Linked DNA regions of Rattus norvegicus: region 1 is linked to region 2. A link is a contact called in public Hi-C data. All regions are on one chromosome and are shown on one strand. Each heading gives the region's core, a stretch centred on a gene start, on an enhancer-like site or on the middle of the called end of the contact. The rest is flanking DNA. Distances are from core to core; before and after follow the strand shown.

Region 1 (2,700 bases), core at 8-2,507, 200 kb before region 2:
TATTAATATATAAGTACACTGTAGCTGTCTTCAGACACGCCAGAAGAGGGCATTGGATCCCATTACAGATGGTTGTTAGCCACCATGTGGTTGCTGGGATTTGAACTCAGGACCTCTAGAAGAGCAGTCAGTGCCCTTAACCACTGAGCCATCTCTCCAGCCCCCTCCCAGTGCCTCTTCAATGGTCTCATGCATGGTGAGCCAAAGTCTGTGAGGCCTTCTAAAGGCCAACTGGAGGAATGCACATGGTGGCCCACACTGGGCAACTTAAGTGTGCAGCTCCCACACAAACTGTACAATCCCATGCAAATCCACACCTCAGTTGGAGAAGCCCCAATAACTTTATGAACAAGCTGCAAGGGGAGCAATGACCTGGGGCCGAAGAGAAGGGCCACGACCAATTTATTGTTTAATAATGAACAGATTAAATGATGTGTAGTTTGAAAAGAATACATGAGAGGTAGTTCTCATAGCAACCAAGATATTTCTTATAAGTAGTGTGTACTGTTCACACCAAGATTACTCACTACAAGAAATGTCATTTCTCTTAAAAATAGTTATTAGTTGTTCTATGTATGGATGGTTTGCTTGCATGGAGGTCTGTGTACTATGTGCTTGCCTGGTGCCTGTGGAGGCCAAAAGGGGGTGTCAGATCAGCTGGGACTAGTGTTACAGAGAGTTGTGAGCTGCCATGTGGGTGCTAGAACCAAATTTGTAAACGAGTGCTCTTAGCTGCTGAGCCATCCCCCATCACTCCTTTTAAATTATCAAATTATTTTTTTATGTTCCCTGTCTTACATCCAGGGTCTGCTTCTATTATCCTTTTGGCAAATGGATGGCCCCATAAAGCTGGGCTAGTGGAGAGTAGCCTAATCTGGGTTGCCTTTCCATCAGTACTGGTGGCTGATGGGAAATGCCAGCAAGCTGAGGTAATGGTGTTGAAAGAAAACTACAACAACTCTCTCCTGAAACGGATTCTGAAAACACCACGGAATGCAATGGGCACCACCAGAACGACAGTGCTAGGACTGGACACACGCCAATGGACCTATCAGAACCCTGGAAACGTCCTCTTCACCCTCTGCTGCCCAAAGAAGATTCAGCACGGAGCTCTTTTGGAAGTAGGAAAGCAAGAGCAGGAACTGTAAAGGAAAAAGCACATGGCCTGCTTCTGGCTCATTCTCAGGGCTCTTACTCACTGTGAATGACAGGTTTTGTTTCTACCGAGGATCACCCTCATCTCACCTAACCCAAAACTCTGAACTAGTAAGAACACAAACGCACAGCAGCCTTCTGCAGAGTGGAAGAGTTCAGAAGGAATCTTCTCAGTGACTACCCAAAGGCATTCCAAGGGCCCTTCCCAGAGGAGGATTAGACAATGTTTCTTTGGCACACAGAACCAAGTGAGATGGTATAGGTTGAACAGCATGACTTGGAGGCCACAGAAGTCTGACACACTCCACCAGGGTACCACAAGGAAAAGCCCCTGGCTGACATGACACAGGCTAACACAGAACTGCCATAGGCGCCTTGCTGTCTCCCACAACCCTGGTCATCAGCATCATGCCAAGATAATCGGACTGGTCTGGTTGAAACAATTATTGAGGAATCTGGAAATCAGAATCCTTACGTGTTTCAGCTACAAGGTCTGTGGCTTCCTTAAAGGATGCTGAACAAATTTCATTTTTACTGATGACTTTGCCTTGATCAAAAAGCCTTCCCTCTCCTCTCCTAAAATACTCTATGATATCCTTTTGAGCCCTATGGTCCACCCCAGATTTGGGCATTTCTAGTCTCTTACTAAAGCCTCTCCATTCTCATTGAAGATGAGATACCATTGAAATACCATGCATCAGGGTGCCTTCCCTGCTTTGGCATAAACTGTCAGTCTGCCCCACTGGTCTCTGAATCTAAAACTTGTGGGTTAGCCCTCTGAGCGTCTCACAATGCTTACTTACTGTTACAGACTTTCCAAGTGAGCCTCCTGTTTGTAACTTAAGGTTCTGATTCCCTTTCTCTTACCTCACATTTTGTTTTGAGACTACTCGAGGCTGGCCTGGTAATACGGCAATCTTCCTCCCCTAGCCTCCCATGTATTGGGATTACTGATATGAACCACTAAGCCCAGCTACCTTAGCCTTAAAATATTTGTTCTCCTTTATGTTTATACATTGCTTCCTGCTAGAAGGCTCCAACTTTATCATGCATTTCTATCTTCCTTAAGATGGCGCCCAGAGGACAGAAAATACTATTAAATAACCATGCCAATGAATGTCTCAAAAGTTATGAGGCAGCCCATTCTGGGGCCGATTCCTGATTTAAAGAGGGTAGACAATCATCCTACAGTCAGAGGCTTGCTCTTCCACCTGCCTGAGCAGCAGTGAGCCTGCAGAAACCTCCAGCTGAGGCCACACCACTGAGCTCAATGGGAGTAAAGTACCAAACTGAGATGTTTGTATGCTGGAACAGAAGCCATGATGACTACAACCTTTCTGTAAGGCAATCTTCTGAGAACTGATACAGGCAAAGGTGTTCAGCCTGGATAGCCAATCTGCTAAAAGAAAAGCTCCACATCTTCTTGGATGTGTAAATGCTACCTTCCTGGAAGCTTTTCCACCCCTCATTTACTTGTTCTTTCCTCTGTACTTTTGCTGTGCTTTGAGTCTGGTTTGCCTTCCACTCCACACCTCTCCACTCCAG
Region 2 (2,700 bases), core at 172-2,671:
CCTGGTTCTCAGTTGCTGGGACTGTTTTAGGGAGGTCTAGGAGATGCCATGCTAGAAGTACGTCACTGGTTGTGGACTCTGACATTTCAAAGCCTCACGGCCTAGTGCGTGTTCTTACTGCCCTCACCTCCAAATGTCCAAATGTGAGCTTCGAGCAGCACTCAGGTCCCACTGCCGCTGTTGCTGCTGCCATGGTTCCCCACCAACAGACTCCTGTCCTTCTAAAACCATATAGGAAAGAAACTCTGCCTTCTACAAGCTGCCTCAGTCATGGTGCTTTAAATCACGGTAGTAGAAACGTCACCAGCACATTTTCCTGTTCTTACCTGTATGTTGTCTCCCTCCAACCTTGGTGGTCGGATGCTTGACAGGTGGATGGTCTTGTAGTCTCCAGAATTCAGCTTCACAACAATGGCATCAGCATTCAAAACCTGCATTACCTGTAAGTAAGAAGGCAACAATGTTTGAACTGGCTTCCATAGTCCTCGCCACACAGCAAAGTGCCAGGCCTATCACAATCAGACATGAAAGTGAGGGAAGCAGCCGTCTGCAATAGACCGGATACTGTCTTCCTACCAACAATGCCAGAGAAAATACACAATAATATTATTCCCAAAACCATATAATGATCTCTCAGTAAAAGAAAAGCTGCTTCATTCACAAAGATGATCAGTCTTTATCTCTTGAGGTTAACTAGCAGGTTAAAAAACAAGAAACCATGGTCCACATACCTACAGTCTAAGCCCTCAAGACGCAGAGGCAAGAGGACCACTAAGCTTGAGGCCGGTGGGGGCTGTACTAGAAGTTCCAAAATGAGACAGCCAGGGTTAGACAGTAAAAACTCTGCTTAAATAAGAATAATAACTTAAAAAGCAACACATTAAATCCAGTCTTCACTGAGATTTTTCTTGATGCAAGTTTAAAACTACAAGTCAAAATCCCAACTCAATGACTCTGGTGAAAGAGACACGGGTTGGAGGAGAAAAGGGTACCACTCTCACTACATGAGAAAGAACCCCATGAGATGCCCCAATAGAAAGCAGAAAAATCAAAGATGCCTGAAGGACAAAAAGAGCTGTCATCTCACTCAGGAAAGAAGCTGCCTAGTCGTTCATCTCATAGGCAGAAATATTAAATTGCTAAAATATTACCTCAGCTACTCTACAAGCTATCCTTTCAGAATGCTAGTACGGACATGTCTGGTTTTGGAAACCAGAAATCGTTACCAATGCGCTCCACTATCAGCTGAAATGATTCGCTCCCAGGCTGGAGTACAAGGATACCGATTTGAAGGACAGAGGCACAAATGTGCTCTGTGGAGGTTCCAGCATCCCACCAGTGTATACACACTGGGACAGTGCCACACACACCACAGTTATGGCCAGAACCTGTAATGCAGCCAGCAATGCACCCAGCTATGCCCAGGCCCTGTTGTTCCAAGGCTGTTGGGGGTTCTCTTTTTCTTCCTTCTTTTCGAGCATTACAAGGTAGTCGCTGACCAAATATGCTCACCACCCACTCCATCTGCAGAGTGAAGATCAGGCTCTGCTCTGCTTCAATCAGGCCCCCAGCAGGAAGCTCTGATGGCTGAACCCAGGGTCAGCTGCCACCAGGGAGGGAAGACTGACAAAAATTCTCTCCTCTTTGATGCATGAAACAAAAGCACTTAGACCATCTGTTCCCATGAGAGATGGGACACTAGGCAGTATCTTAAAGGAAACCTATTTCTTACAAGGCAAACTCTTCAGCAAAGAATACACTCATTTATTTGTAGACTCATCAAAAACATCTATTCTCCACCTTTACAAAGAGCCAGCCAATCCCATACCAAAAAGAATAAGGCATGCTCTAAGGGACAATCTTAAGAATGAGCAAACAGCCGAAACAAGTTAGAAAATATGCATGACAGAAAGCGGTAGCAGCTCAGTCCACCAGAAAGAAGGAAGCAGACGCCGTTAGAATCCAGCTGTGAGTGCATGGAAGGCTGTGGCTGGCAGACGGAAAGGTCTGGGTTTGACCTCTGAGTAATGGAAGCAGCACAGAGAAAAGGCCTCAGATAACGAAAGGTCTGACCAGACTAAAGGAAATTAGGAATTGTTATTTTCCTACTACACATTAAGATTAACCTGCAACTCTTAAAGAAGCAAAAGTCAATGTCAAGTAGCCATAATCATTTTCCTATGGCCTTATAACAGATCTGAGTCAGAGGGCTAAATCCTAAAACCCAGAGTCAGAACCAAAACTTTTCCTGGACAGAGAAACTTGAAGATGAGAGGTAATAAAAATATATACTATGAGGTCAAACTAGGGTTAGGGCTGGTTATCAGAACTGGGTAGTGTCAAAGTACCAAGACCCTCCAAAAACCCACAAAGTACTTAATGTCTAGAAGATACAACCCAAAATATGTATTCAGTTACAGAAGCCAAAAGCGAAAAGCTTATTATGTCTGCTACCATCTAGACATATTAATGCCAAGAAGAACTCATGGCAATAAAATACCTTCCCAAAGCTATCAACAGTGGACAACAGACCCAAACAGAAAAGGCTCAGTGTCTATGTCTCAATCCTTCAAAACCCTGCATTTGCGTAAAAAGAAAACAGGTGACAGACATCTGAGGGATGTGGGCTTCATGACGTGTCTTATTCATGATGTGTGCTAGTCTGCAATTCTAACTGCAAACCAAAGAGAAGAAAAAATT

Evidence for each region. A called contact is a pair of places that touch in the nucleus more often than the background predicts.
Region 1: a Hi-C map of the A7r5 cell line shows a contact between it and region 2, with 2.4 times the contacts expected there. The contact joins the promoter of Lipogenin here to the enhancer-like site in region 2. A contact is called at or near these places in 2 of 12 Hi-C or Micro-C datasets (the A7r5 cell line and Schwann cells).

What each region holds. Positions count from the first base shown.
Region 1 is chr4:58,320,288-58,322,987 of GRCr8, reverse strand. Lipogenin reads right to left here and starts at 1,257. Exons shown (of 1, transcript NM_145790.2): 1 at 2-1,257. The coding sequence starts at 455. The coding sequence ends at 63. All of the region lies in intron 15 of Snd1 (staphylococcal nuclease and tudor domain containing 1), which reads right to left.
Region 2 is chr4:58,118,727-58,121,426 of GRCr8, reverse strand. Snd1 (staphylococcal nuclease and tudor domain containing 1) reads right to left here. Exons shown (of 24, transcript NM_022694.2): 10 at 327-440. Among named protein-coding and RNA genes, the nearest start is that of Snd1, 59 kb to the right of the region's middle. Within about 2 kb of position 1,421, at least 10 of the 93 cell types and tissues checked have an H3K27ac peak or open chromatin away from gene starts, as enhancers often do. A contact at or near this core is called in the A7r5 cell line, where this site is marked.